3 separate regions of the Mus musculus genome follow, and regions 2 and 3 are each linked to region 1. The links are chromatin contacts, called in public promoter capture Hi-C maps. All regions are on one chromosome and are shown on one strand. Each heading gives the region's core, a stretch centred on a gene start, on an enhancer-like site or on the middle of the called end of the contact. The rest is flanking DNA. Distances are from core to core; before and after follow the strand shown. Region 1 holds the start of Plcb1 (phospholipase C, beta 1). Region 2 overlaps Plcb1 (phospholipase C, beta 1). Region 3 holds the start of Tmx4 (thioredoxin-related transmembrane protein 4).

Region 1 (4,834 bases), core at 1,722-4,221:
GAAATCCCACAGACCATTACATTAAATGTATAGGGGATATAGTATTGCCAGTTCTGTACAAGAGACAACAAAGGTTCAACATGTTTATTTGTCTAAAGTCACACTGCTGAGTGAGAAAAGCCAGACCTCTGGTTCTAGATTTGGTTTTCTTTGTCTGGAAAGTGAAGCTTCATAGAGATGCAATAGAAACAGCCAAACAGATCAAACTGGCTTGTTGCTAAAAGAGGAAACTCAAACTCTAGGAGTACCAGAAAAGGGGATGCTCAGGGACTACAATAGGGATACTAAGAATGTCTCCATGCCTCCTAGCGCACGGATCAAACACAGCAAGAGAGCCAAGTGCCTGCAGGGCACTTCTCTAAAGTCCATTTAATTCCTTCTCTGGGTGCAGTCTGGTTTCTCTTAAGAAGATCTCTGGGCTCCCTCACAATGGGCCTCCTTAGCACAAGCCTCCCCAGGAACTCACTGCTGCCTTAATTGGAGGACTCTGCCCACTTTTCCCTTCTCCTAGGGCTGGCTATTGGCTTCTCCATCATTCCCAGAGCATCATTTGATCATGGTGTTTTGATGATTTTGGATCTCTTCTATTTAGCATATCCAGTCTATAATGGGAGAGATTTTACCCACTTTCTCCATCACCCTCAAAATGTAGTTCAAGGCAGGCACTGATGAAGTGAGTGTGGAACATTTGCTACTTAAATACATATAACACAAATCACCTACCTGGGTATCTATAACCTTCGCTCTCAAAGTTATGTTCTCAAAAACCAGACTTTATGGAGAATTAATAAAATATAGTTTAAAGACCATTAGTAATAAGAATTCCAGAGCTTATGACTAAAATTAACCCTTTTTTACTCTGGGATTCTGCTCTGCTCTCCTCCCCTCCCCTCCCCTCCCCTCTCCTCTCCTCCCCTCCCCGCCCCTCCCCTCCCACCCTATCCCCTCTCAGCCTCTCCCCTCCTGTTCTCTCTCTTTCTCTCCACTTTACCCTTTTCCTCTTTCTCAGATCCACCCCTTTGTTTGCTTTTTACCTAAGGATGTCTATGGATGAGAACATTGCATTTGTTGAACTGCACTCTCCTTTTGTCTTCTTAACAAAAACAATTCATCTGTGTCTGATTTATTGTTTCGATTCTATTCCATTTATAACAGCCTCCGGTCCAATTAGACTGGGACAGAAAGGAGACAAGTGCAAAGCCCTTGGTAAAGAGGGTGTGTTTACATCCTTGCCTCCATCATTTGGTAATTGGCAAGAGATTTCAAGGAGGCTGTGGCTCTGCTCATACTGCAAGTTCAGTTTGCGCTTCCAACTGGACAAAATATAGACACGGATGCACTCATCTAAGTAATTGGATTCACTACCTGGAATATTTAAATTGTTTTCAGACACTGGAAATTGGCTTAAGAAGATTAAAGTAAAATACCCGGAAGGATAACAGGCTGTAATTTACGGAGGTGGGAAATCATTTCAGTTAGAAGACGGGTTCATTCTCCTACAGTTGCTCCTGATAGGAGATGTGTTAATCATTAGGACTGGAATCTCTTTAGATCCTGACAGCTCAGGTTTATTCGGGTGAGTGGTTCTTATCAAACCCATTGGATGACACCCAGGAAGCCACATCGATAGGGTAATGTGCATTCCATTGGAGGTTTCTGTCAGAAGCCTTCAAGTGTTCTGAAGGTAACTAGGGTGGAGGGAAGGGAGAGGTCATAGGAAGTCCTGGAGCCGGCCAGGATCTCTCCTATACAGCAACGGGTGCAAGTAAACCGGAGGGTGAAGTTGTGGGTCTATTTCAAAGTGAAGACCTAAGCAAGCTTGTTTTTCAAAACCTGGCCCTGTCTCTAAGTCCATCCTGCGCTCCTCGGCCCCAACAGCTACTAGTTTGCTCACCAATCCGTTTCTGGTGTGCACCAACAGCCCTTTCTAAGGCCCCTCACTCTGCAGTCAGGCGCTAAAGTTTGGCATCAACGACCACCTGTCGGCTGTACTGCTGTGTCCTCTGCTGCTTGGCCAGCATTTTAAAAAAATGCTCAAGGGTTAGCAGTAACTGCAAGGTTTGGGACCTGGATAGTAGCTAGTACTTCTTGAAAGAGGGCAAAGGAGGTAATAGGATGCCTTAGCTAGCTGAGGTGGTGGGGGATGCATCTAGTACTCTCCAGCGCTATCCAGCTGCTTCTAACTTCATGCTCTTTTCAAACTCTCAGGACCTGTCACTGGGTAAAACATGTCCCTTCGGTTCCACTGGCCCCAAAGACTTAAGTCCCTCAGGAGGTGCTGGCCAGACCCAGCAAAGATGTCAACTCTAAACCCCCTAGGAGGAGGAGAGCGCGCGGAAAGCTGCCACCCTCTACCACCCACCCAGGCATCTGGCAACCTGTGCGCCCTAGGCTGCCCGCTCCCGCTCCAGCGCCCCATTGCATAACGCGCCCCTCGCCCCACCCCCACGCAGCCCGCCCTAGGGTGCCCGGTCCGCACCCCACTGCGCCGCCCCTCACTTACATCATCCCACTTGACGAATTTGGTGCCCTTCTTGAGGCTGTCGGACACGCACACGGGCTTGAGTTGCAAGGCGTGCACTCCGGGCTGAGCCCCAGCCATCTGGGCTCATCGGGGCTCCGGGCGGCCCGGGCGAGCGCAGTGGAGACGGGACGCGGAGCTCCGGGCGCGAGCGGGCTTGGCTCTCGATTCACCAGGCTCTGGGCTTCGCTGCCCGCCGGCCTCCGGCCTCTTGGCCTCCGCACCTCTGGCCCGCGCCGCTTAGTAAGCGGGACGACACGCGAGGGTACAGCAGCCTGCCATGCCCCGGGCGGGACGCAGGATCTGGAGCCCGCGGTGACTGTAGAGCCTCGGGAGACGCGGAGGAGCAGAGCCGGGCAGTGCGAGTCGCCCGCCGCTGGATCCTGCTCGGCCGCCGCCTGGAAGCGCACCATTCAGCACATCCTCTGTGCACAGAGGGAGCGCGCGAGTGACACGCTCCGGTCCCCTCCTCCCTCCGCTCCTCCCGCCCCTGCTCCGCCACCCTCGCTCGCGGTCCTCCTCCCCCAGCTCCCTGCCCAACTTTGCGCGCTGGGTCAGCAACGGGAAGCGGGGACGCAGCGGCACCTCCCGGCTCCCGGGCCCCACTGCAGCCGACGCCTGCGCCGCACACCCTCTGAGCATGCCCGGTGCCCCTAGCCAAGGCTGGCGTTTGGGGGGCTTTCTGGGAAAGATATGGTTAGTGGTTAATCAGATCCTAACCAGTATGTAAAGAAGAACATTGAGGCAGAACGGGGAGAGAGCCCTAGGCTTTCTTTCTCTCTGGTGCTTTCCGGCCTTTTCAAAGAAAGGGTTCTTATTTTGTATAGAGAAGCACTTGAGAGGTTTAGCTCAAGAACTCCAGAGAAAACTTGTCCTGCCAGAAAGTTTGAAGCCTATAACCTAGATGGCCCACAAACAGTGTTTAGGAAATAAAAAGCTCGGGGAGGGGGGCAGCAAAGCTTTTATTCCTTAGAAAGATGAAAGGAGTGGGGCCCAGGGCCTGGGACAGGGTGGGAGTCATATAGAATCATAGGTATAGGGATGTCATCTTCACTCACAAGGTTCATACTGTCGAGTGTTTTAGAGGTTGTAGAGCATCTAGAATCTCCGTCCATCACAAAGGTGGAGGGTGGGGTATAAAGTGGCAAGTATACTTCAGAAAATAACCACTAATAAAGTTAAAGATTTGTGTATCACACAATCCAAAACTTCTGCTCCTAGATGTTTGCTCAAGAGAAAGGAAACCATACCCAAAGGAAACTTGTCCAGCAATGGTAAAGGCAACTGAAACTTGTAAACGTCAAACAATAGGTGACTAAAAAAACAAAGTTTAGTTAAGTTTCTAAGTTCCCCAAACTATTCCATGATGAGAAGGGACAGAGACTCCAGAACATATCCATGATCACACAAAGTTTAAGCCAAACAAGAGCGTGCAACAAGATGCCCTCTGCAGGGTCTGTAGAAATAATCCAGGTATTCTGTGGTGACAGAAAGTAGATCGAACAGGTACCTGTGGCCAGTAGCGAGCAAAATTTGGCATCAAGGGGAACCTTTGAGAATGATGGGAAGATTCTGTACCGGCGTATTTACATTTGACAAACCTTGTACGACTAGACACATAAAATGAGTGAATTTTATTCTAATAAACACTGCCCTAAAGGTTGGTTTTGGAAAAGAAGAAGCAGTATGAAGAAGAGACTCCAGTAAAATGGTTTTAGACGGTCAAGGCACTTGCCAGCAAGCCTAATGGCCAGAGTTTCATCCTCAAACTCCACATGGTAGAAGGATAGAACTGACTCCTCAAAGTTGCCCTCTGACCTACACACCTACACCTTGGTACACTAGGACATGCACACACACACACACACACACACACACAGAGAGAGAGAGAGAGAGAGAGAGAGAGAGAGAGAAGAGAAAGATGGCTTTCAATCTTTTTTCTTTGTGTACTTGGTTTTCAAGTTCTAGTGCTGCAATGAAACACCATGACCAAAAAGCAAATTGGGAAGAGCAGGACTTATTTGGCTTACATGCATCATTGCAGGAAGTCAGGACAGGGCCAGAAACTGGAGCGAGTTGCTGATGCAGAGGCCATGAAGGAGTGCTGCTTACTGGCTTGCTTCGTCATGGCTTGCACAACCTGCTTTCTTATAGTCCTCAGGGATATCACCATCCATAATGGGCTGGGACCTCCCCCATTGATCACTAATTGAAAAAAATAATCCCTTATAACTGGAGCTCATGAAGACATTTCCTCAATGGAGGCTCCTTTCTGATAACTCTAGCTTGTGTCAAGTTGACACATAAAACCAG
Region 2 (4,834 bases), core at 662-3,161, 170 kb before region 1:
GTGTTGAAAATGGGTAGGCACCGTGGACATCTGTGAAGTCTCAGGAACATCAGAAGTGGAAAGTAATATGCCTAGTCCCTCACTGTGTGGTAACAATTTATTTTGAAAGTGGTGTCTATGTATTAAAAATAGCCTAATGACATATTCAAGTTCTAGAAAATTCACACTAGAGGTCCATTTTAGCATATTGTCTTTAATATTTAACATTGTGAATAGAAAAGGAAATCCAAAGAGTCCCAATTCAAGCATATAGGAATGTTAAGGTCTGCAATAGTTCTCCAAGACTGTGTCTTACAGTGAATGCCCATAAGAATTCCTTGGCCAATTGCTGAGAAAGCATTTCAGAAATTTGTAACTAGCATAAATATGTTATTCACAAGAATGGAGGCCAGACAAAAGGAAAAGCCATCCAGATATTGCTCTACCTAGGGATTCATCCAGTCGGCAGACATCAAACGCCCGACACTATTGCTGATGCTAAGAAATACTGACAGGAGCCTGGTATGGCTTCCCCTGAGAAGCTCTGCCAGCACCTGACTAAGACTGATGCAGATGCTCACAGCCAACCCTCAGACTGAACCCAAGGACCCCAGTGGGAGAGCTAGGAGAAGAACTGAAGGAGCTGAAGGGGATTGCAACCCCATAGAAAGAGCATTATCAACTAATGGGACTAGCCACAGCTCCCAGGGACTAAACCACCAACCAAACTGGAGGACTCCAGGACTCCAGCTACATATGTAATAGAGGATGGCCTTATCTAGCATCAAGAAGAAGGAAGGCCCTTGGTCCTGTGGAGGCTTGATACCCCAGTTAAAGGGAATACTAGAGCAGTGAGGCGGGATTGGGTGAATGGGTGGAAGAGCACCCTCATAGAGGCAAATGGGAAGGGGATGGAGTGGGAGGATTGTAGAGGGGATATCAGGAAGGGGGATAACAGTTGAGATGTAAACAAAGAAAATGATAAAGAAGAGGAAAGGGAAGGGAAGGGAAAGGGAAAGGGGAAGGGGAAGGGGAAGGGGAAGGGGAAGGGGAAGGGGAAGGGGAAGGGGAAGGGGAAAGGGGAAGGGAAAGGGGAAGGGGAAGGGGAAGGGGAAAGGGGAAGGGAAAGGGGAAGGGAAAGGGAAGGGAAGGGGAAGGGAAAGGGGAAGGGGAAGGGGAAGGGGAAAGGGGAAGGGAAAGGGGAAGGGAAAGGGAAGGGAAGGGGAAGGGAAAGAGGAAGGGGAAGGGGAAGGGGAAGGGAAAGGGAAAGGGGAAGGAAAGGAAAGGAAAGGAAAGGAAAGGAAAGGAAAGGAAAGGAAAGGAAAGGAAAGGAAAGGAAAGGAAAGGAAAGGAAAGGAAAAAAAAAGGAAAAAAGAACCGTGGACAGAAAATTCTAGAGCATGTTGCCAGCAAATTTACTGCTTGTTGAAGTTGTTATCCCTGCTGTCAATACAGCACCTCTCATGCTCCCTTCTTACAGGGAAGGCTTACACATAGTTAGTTCTTCCCAGCCCTTTTAAAAATCACTAATTCCCAGGAGAGTCTTTTACTAGGATTATACATTAAGAGACTTGGACTCAGGATGGAGGTCTGTTCTACTCATTTATAAGAAGAAAGTCAGAAAATACCATGATGGAAAGACTCATACTCAGCCTTTGCTGAGCTCCTGTTTTGTGTTAGATCCTGAGCTGAGTCCTTTGTAGACATTAAGTCACTCCTAGGGCCTTGGTACAGGCAAACAGAGGCCGGGAGCTGTCAGTGTACACCTATTTAGGGAGATATGTTGTAACTAGGAAGCTTCGAGGATATGTGGATCAACCAAGAAAATTACCAAATGCAGAAGAGAGTTTGTGAAGCAACAAGAGTCTAGTGTGGGTGTTCAGCAAGAGATCAAGGTGCAGGTGGTCTGAAAACCAGTCCAGGAATTAATTTTGTAATACAGCCAGCGGTGATGGTGTAACTCTTAATGGAAGGTTGGCAGAAGTTGCTGGTGGAGGAGTTCAAGCAGTAAATATGCCTGTCCTGCTGTCTGCAGAAGGACCCATTACCTTTCTAGCACCATCCCCGCCAGCCTCATCCTGGTGACCTCTCCCAACATCTTGATAAGAGACGGTGGAAGTGATCAGGACTGTGATTACAACCACTCTTATTCTCTCATGAACACCTGATGAATCTATACAGTGACACTAACATTTCAGAAAGCTGGGAGATTCTGGTAACTTTAACAGGCACATGCCCTGTGATTCAACAAGCCCATGCCTATGTAATTGCTTGAGAAAGAAGACAACACATCCACATTGGACCAGTGCTAAGATTGATAATGGCAGCTTTAGTCACACTAACCCCAAACTGCAAACAACTGAAGCATCCCTCACCAAAAGAAAGACAAGCACACTGTAGTAAAATCATATAAGGAGTGCTACATGGCAATAAAAATGAGCAATGCAACTTGGCAGTAACCAGAATGAAATTTAAGACCACTGTGTTGAGTGACAAACAAAAACGATGACCAAGACATTGATTCAACTCGGTTGACAAGCGAGAACACCCAGATGCTGGGTAGGTCACGGATCTTCACTCTTTCTAGGTGTCTTCTAAGTGGAGGGCTGAGAGGTGCTGAATGCAGAGGCACACAAGAATTTTCTGGAAGGCTGAAAATGTTCTGTGAGGAGCTACATTACAGTTACACAGCTGTATGCTACTGTTCACATTCACTGAATGATACATTTGAGATGTGCACATTCATTTAGATAAGTTATATCAAGCAGAGCCACTAGCATACAAGAAAAGACTCAATTCTTTTCTGACAACTGGGTAAAAACAATGCAAACCCAGCTCTCTTTATCAGAGACTTCTAAGTTAGTTATCCCTGTCCCAGATGGTCATCTCCTTTCATACATCACAAAACATAGAATTACTCAACAGGTTCTGCACTTTCTACTTTAGAATTCTCCCGGAGTCAGACCACTGTAGTACTTCATTCTTGTAAGACAGTACAGTATTAATAAAAGAATGTATACTACTAACTTAGCAAAATTATTAGGATGGTACAGTACTGCTGACAGAATACAGACCTATGGAGAAAAGCAACAGTACTTGAAATTTCTTTATGAGTGAACCCATAAGTAATTAACATACCTTTCAGGTATAAGCATGTGTTCAGCTATATGAGAACCATGGATGTTCATTGACTGTCAGGACATGACAGATTTAAGCATGTGGAAAATAGAAAACCTGCATCATAACTTTTAGACCTACAAATCCCTGGGAAGTTTGGCCACGTCTCTCAATCCTGAACCCTCCAGTATCCATAGCTGTCTTCTCAGAAAACACAGTTGCTCTCAGGAACCTTCTTGGCACTAGCCATTCCTCATTGCTCAGCCTCCTGTCCAACTTCCAGCAAGAGACACAGTCTGCGGGAATGGGAAGACCTTGCTGGGAGAAGAATATGACCTCAGGATGCACTGAACTCACTCTTTCTCACTAAATGTACCCCTTTACATTCTCCTATAGCAAAAAGTTTCAAAGACTTACTTGAAGTTTGTCTTGTAAAAGGAATTGCTTATCTCAATTGCCCCCACTCCTAATCCTGGGAAGTATGGAGGGTCTTGAGCATCAGGTAAACCTGGCAAACGAACTTCACTCAAGTCAGTATAGAAACAGCATTTGGGAGCAAGAGAAAAGTCTTCATTTATACAATTCTCATGTGCATCTTACAAGGACTATTTTTAAGTAAGAGCAATTTGTTTATTCCAAGAGATGGCATGTGATTTCATGTTATACAGTGGGCGTGACACATATGTTCTCAAAGGTTAACATTTTTGATTAAAAAAAAAATCCTGTTAACCACCATTGACTTCTCAAGACAATACAATGGAAAACCCATTTTCTATACCAACTTTAAAAGAGAATCTTATTTTGCACCTATGATTTCCAGAAAATTGTCCCAATACAGCTTTAAGAGTTGAGACTCCCAACTGAAATGAGGGAGGAGGTTAAGGAGACAGGTTAGTCAGAAAGTGCTTGCCTTGCAAGGCCTGAGTGTGAGTCCTAGAACTCACTTTAAAAAAACTGCTAGGGGTGAGCAGAGAGATGACCCAGAGGTTAAGAGCACTGATTCCTCTTCCAGAGAGCTCAGAACAACAGGACAGCGCAGAATCTTCTTTAACTGCAGTTCCAGGGGATCCAGGACCCTCTTCTGACCTCCACAGGCAGCAGGTACGCACATGATACACAGACATGAGCACAGGCAAAACACCAAAGACATTAAAAAAAAAATAAAGATGCTTTCTAAAAATTCCAGCCATAGAGGCATGCTCTTGTACTCCAGTGCTGGATATAGGAGACAGGGATTCATTGGCTGGCCGGCCTAGCCTACTTAGAGAGTTTCAAGCAAGTAACAAATCTGTCTCAAAAGTAAGATGCAGAACACCCAAGGAACAGCATTAGCAGTAGTGATCTAGCTTCCGTGTGTGTGTGTGTGTGTGTGTGTGTGTGTGTGTGTGTGTGTGTGTGTGTATACACACATATACATACATATACATGAACAAACACACAACTGAAGCTGGGTTTGAATCCTAATTTTAACACATTCTAGCTGAGTGACTTTGGGTCTGTTACTTAATAATAACAGTGCCTATTTTTTAAGTCTGTGTTTATTTTAAATAACAAGCCCTTAGAGGGGTGCCTAGCATGTAAAATGTGCTTAGTTATTTCTCACTGTTATTTTTAACTAATATTTTTATTCTGGTTAATCCTATTAGAATCATTAGAGACATCATAAATCCTTGTTACTATGGGAACTTAGACATATATACATATATATATACATATATATATATATAATCAAAATATA
Region 3 (4,834 bases), core at 848-3,347, 140 kb after region 1:
CTGTCTGCCAAGCACTGCTATAAGAATCTACCCTATAGGGAAAATAAAAAGCTATAACATACAATGTACTGCATCAAACTATTTTACATGAATGACACAAGAATTCTGAATAAAATAAATTGAACATTGTTAAAAACAAGGTGTTACGTAATAAATTTATTTTTCATTAAAAAAAAAAAAGAATCCACCCTATAGGAGACACAAAAGTAACTCCATAACCTTGGACAGTTCTCAGTTGCCTTTGGAGAAGAGAGAAGACCATGGGGTGATAAGGAAGTGTCATTGTCGCATGGGACAGAGGTGTGATAGAGACAGACAGCTATTGGTTTTGAAATTAGCAACTCCATTCTGCCCGGGCTGTTGCAGGAACAGTGTGAGCTTTGTGGTGGGAGGCAGAAGAGCAGTAGAAGAATGGAGAGATAAGGAAACAAAGCAGAATGTGCTTCAGCAACAGGACATAGACATAGCTTTTTGTTACTGGAGCACAGGGGCTTATGGGAATGTTGAGCAAAAACAAAGCTGCATTCCGAAGGAGACCATGTGACAGCTAAATGATTTTGACTTTGAAAATATAGAGCCTTATCAATGCTATAGTATGCTGTTGCCTACAAATAGAAACCAGCTCTCCTGAGTTGTGCCATGCAAATTATACTTCTATCATCTACACAGCTACCTTTCAGAGCATGTTTTAACATCAGCTGTATTGAAACAGAGCTAGTCTTTTTTTCCTCCTAGATCTTGTGGCTAGGAAGCACAGCGACCCAGATGCCATAGCAGGGGCAGGCAGCTATGCCCCTATCCTACTCTGTGCTTCCTAGAAGGAAAGCCCCTCCTACAATCCTTGCGTAATCCTCTGAGCATCCTCCTCTTTCATCCGAAATGCAGGAGATGGGATTGTTCTGGAAACAATCTCTGCTAGACATGAGAAATGCATTACTAATGTTTTCTTCTGTGCCTCTTGAGCTTCTTTGATTTCTCATTTCCAACTAATGTATACATGAAAAAGATGCGATTAGCTTCAACACTGACTAAACTTGCATCACTCTTGCTCTTTGTACCTTCAGCCCCACCCCCATGCTCTAAAGCCAGTTAATTCTAAGCATAAGCATTCCATTTATTCACCCCTTTCTCTGTTTCTGTCTCTGTCTCTGTGCTAAAAATGCTACAATGAAAATGATAGACTTTCTGTTTATGAATATTTTATAAGCACAGTAAAATACTTTCTACCAGCATTGTAGGCTCAATGTGCACACTATAACATTTTATCCAGACAACAAGACAACACCTCTGCATGCAAACTTGATCTTTTCTATATTACGGACTAGAGGCTGACGTTAAGTACTCTCAAGTACTCTGAATTGCATAGCTGTGTTTTATGCTAGGAACAGAAATCACATTTGTAGGTATATTAGCTGCACCACTGAATTTTACAATTTAGACACCTAAATAAGCTCATGGGCCCTCCAGTTGTGTTACACCAAGGTGTGGTAGTTCCAGGGTACAGATTCGTCTAATGTGTATCTGTAAATCCACAGAAATCATGTATGACTCTGACAAAGTTGTAGCTGGAAGAAAAATGGTGTCCATTTCACTGCAAGTAGCAATAGGAACAGATTCATTTTGTTAATACATGTGTTTTAAAAGTCTATAAAATATTTTTAAAAATTATTTTTTAAAAGGCTGCATTATCTAGATTTATAATTAATCTAGTTTTATCTGTTTGGGCAAGGCTGCTCCAGTAGTGTGTGCATGCAGAGAGCTTTTTAATTGTCCTTCCCTTCAGTCGCCATGGTCCACTCCACAATTCTTGGATATTTTTGTTAACATGAAATGGGGGATGGGTTTATTTAGCCAATGGCCACGTTTCCCTTTAGAGAAACAGCAAGCAGTCGGTAAAACAGCATTGGGTCATTTGTATATTTTCAGCCAGACAGTCAGCAGGAAGAGCAGGCCGTTGCCTTGGGAAACTGCAGACGGTTGCTTTGGCAACCGCCTTCCCACAGTGCGTTGGGGGCGTGGTCAGGGTGGCTGGGCGTGGCCTTGCCGGGCGGGCAGATAAGAGGCTGAGGGAGGCGCGGCAGGCGTGGCTCGGAGCACGGCGCAGAGGCGGGTTGGCCTCTCCTCAGACCTCTGTGAAGGCGGTTGCTTGGGGTGAGAAGCCCAGCCACTGCTCCCCGCCCTCAGAGAGCTGAGCTACCTCACAGGCGCCACCATGACAGGCGGCTTCTGCGTCCCGGTACTCCTGGCCGCCTGGCTCGCAGCGGCAGCGGCCGAGGGTCTCGAGCAGGCCGCGCTGCCGGCCGAGGAGAGCCGTGTGCAGCCCATGACCGCCTCCAACTGGACGCTGGTGATGGAGGGCGAGTGGATGCTGAAATTGTGAGTGTCCCCACCCACCCCGCACGTCGCTTCGTCCTCGCGGTGCCCGTTGTCCTAACCCGGGCTAGACCCGGGCCGCGACGTCCCTGCCTGCCAGCACCTGCGGCGGCGGGCTGCGGCCTTCGCAATGAGCATGCGCACATTGCCTGCCCTGCGCTGTCAGGCTGCGGATGAAGAAGCAAAGCCTGCATCCTTAGCCGCTTTCACCATTGCATTAGGCCAGAAGTGTTTTAGAAATGGAGGAGGCAGTTCACCAGGGGGAGGAGTCGGAAAGGGGGAAGAAAACCATAAGTCCTCAGAGGTATAGCCATATTAGAAAAGGAGCAGCTATTCAGGCATGCATACAGCTAGGTAAGGTGTGTTGAAATACACCATTGCAACAGGGAAGGAAGACCAGTTTGTGTGAAATACCACTTTTCCTTTGGAAGACCTTGAGATGTCCTTGTGGGGCAAAAGCATAAACACGGGTGGCTAAATTAAAAAAGAAATTAAATTCCGACGCCATAATTTTTAGAGGTAGGACTTTTGAGCCAGTATCATAATTGGACTGCGCCAAAGGCATAAAGGGCAATAACAAGTAGCCCCCTTTGAAGAACAGAAGTCTGTAAGTGGTGCGTAGTGCCATGCACGAAGGTTATGTGAAGCTGTCAGGACAAAGGGAAGGGATTTATGTTGATTGTAATATAAAATTAATACCAGGGAAGGGGGCAGTCATCTGAAAAGGCTCATAGACTCATGGGCATCCAGGGAAAATGAAAAAATGTCTGGGAACATAATTTATGAGACCACTTTACCATAGCTGGTGGTCTCAGGCAATACAGATTTATCACTACCATTTGGTAATTAATTTTATGTTGAGGATATAGATATTCTCAAAATTGTATTTTTTTAAAAAACTTATCCAAGGGCACATTTGGAATTCTTCAGTTCAGATTGTAAGTAGATGCCTGAAATCAGGGTAAAAAATATGTAAATTAAAGAACATAATGGGTACTTATCCCCTCAAACTAAGGCGCTATCTAGACCTCAAAATGCAGTACTCCAGTTAAATCATCAGATCAGTAAAACTATAAGGCTATGGATATGAATAACCTATTTGGATGGAAATGAGGGCCTATCTTATTTGAGAGAAATGTCTTTTTCTTTTATTTGATAGGGTATCACTATGTATTTCTGGCTAGATTGGATCTGGCTGTGTAGACCTGAGTGCCCTCCAAGTCACAGAAATCAGCCTGTCACTGCCTCTTGAATGCTAGAGTTAAAAACAGTAAGCTTTATGTTAGCACTGCCAAGCTGGCATTATTTCAGAGCTTTGAGAAACAGCTTTTGTCAGCTATTTCTATAGATATTACTGTCATTTCAAAGGTCCTTATTCAGGTGTTTATCTAGATGGTTTTCCAGTTAGACTAAGTGGTTTTATGTGAAGTGTAAAAACAGTCCCAGTGAAAAGGCCTCAGATCTGCTGCTAACTCCTTAGTGGGTCCTTTTTTTTTTTTTTTTTAAAGGAAAAGAAATAAGAACAATAAAACTGAGATGATTGTAAGTCCCACTAAGCTTCCAATTTAGTGCTAACAACTACTGTATGGTTCCTATTTTACTGTTTTAAAATGCCCCAACCTAGATAGTTATAATCCATTTCTGGGACTTGCTATGTGTCAAGCTGCATTTTGTACACACACACACACACACACACACACACACACACACACACATGTAAAATGGTTTCTTCTCTCTCTCTATTAAAGCATTTTGTCTTAAAAGAATTGGTAGGCAGGAAGTGAGGATGGAAAGGGAGGAACTTAAACTATTACAATTCAGTTTCTCTGTGGATACCAGAAACTGGTTCAGAAGAGCTACTGTGCCTCCTGTCTTTTTTTTGTTTTTTGTTTTTTTGTTTTTTTTTTTTTTAATCTGTTTTCCTGTGTTACTGGATTATATTCCTCATTCTTTAGAAAACACCAAAACTTCTATTTGTATTCCCATAACCACTATAGGCCTACTCTAAATACATTTTGGAGAGTTCTTTTAAAATAGCTACTCCCGAATGTGTAGAAGAGAGAAGCCACACAAGCATGAGGACCTGAGTTCAGCTCCCTTACGACCATGTAGAAACAAGGTACAGTTCACCATGTCTCTAATTCTGACTCTGGGGAGCTGGAGGCCGGAGAACCTCTGATAGTTGTTTCTCAGCTACCCTATTCAACAGCTGAGCTGTAGGCTTAGTGAAAGATCCTGGTTCAAAAAAAAAAAAAAAAAAAAAAAGGTGGAGAGCAATTGAGGAAGACACCCAGTGTTGACCTTTGACCTACACACACATGTACACACATGCATGTATATGTATAACCACATACAAACATGCATACACACACGCACGCACACACACACACACACACACGCATACACACACACATACACACACACTAATATTTCATGTATTACACATGCTTATATGACCTCT

What was found. Promoter capture Hi-C pulls out the DNA fragments that hold promoters and counts their contacts. Capture Hi-C pulls out chosen DNA fragments and counts their contacts.
Region 2: a contact with region 1 is called in a promoter capture Hi-C map of liver. The contact joins the enhancer-like site here to the promoter of Plcb1 in region 1. A contact is called at or near these places in 3 of 39 promoter capture datasets (the 3T3-L1 cell line, 3T3-L1-derived adipocytes and liver), 4 of 484 Hi-C or Micro-C datasets (the N1E-115 cell line and uterus), 7 of 115 datasets of contacts at active chromatin or transcription factors (astrocytes, craniofacial prominence, embryonic limb bud and 4 more) and 3 of 9 other capture datasets (adipose tissue, liver and pancreatic islet).
Region 3: a promoter capture Hi-C map of adipose tissue shows a contact between it and region 1. The contact joins the promoter of Tmx4 here to the promoter of Plcb1 in region 1. A contact is called at or near these places in 2 of 39 promoter capture datasets (hippocampal neurons and macrophages), 5 of 484 Hi-C or Micro-C datasets (cortical neurons, embryonic stem cells and nephron progenitors), 1 of 115 datasets of contacts at active chromatin or transcription factors (forebrain) and 3 of 9 other capture datasets (adipose tissue, liver and pancreatic islet).

Annotation. Positions count from the first base shown.
Region 1 is chr2:134,784,301-134,789,134 of GRCm38.p6, reverse strand. Plcb1 (phospholipase C, beta 1) reads right to left here and starts at 2,971. Exons shown (of 32, transcript NM_001145830.1): 1 at 2,504-2,971. The coding sequence starts at 2,602.
Region 2 is chr2:134,953,673-134,958,506 of GRCm38.p6, reverse strand. All of the region lies in intron 2 of Plcb1 (phospholipase C, beta 1), which reads right to left. Among named protein-coding and RNA genes, the nearest start is that of Gm39941, 39 kb to the right of the region's middle. Within about 2 kb of position 1,911, at least 2 of the 459 cell types and tissues checked have an H3K27ac peak or open chromatin away from gene starts, as enhancers often do. A contact at or near this core is called in liver, where this site is marked.
Region 3 is chr2:134,641,384-134,646,217 of GRCm38.p6, reverse strand. It overlaps Tmx4 (thioredoxin-related transmembrane protein 4), which reads left to right and starts at 2,097. Exons shown (of 8, transcript NM_029148.1): 1 at 2,097-2,376. The coding sequence starts at 2,213.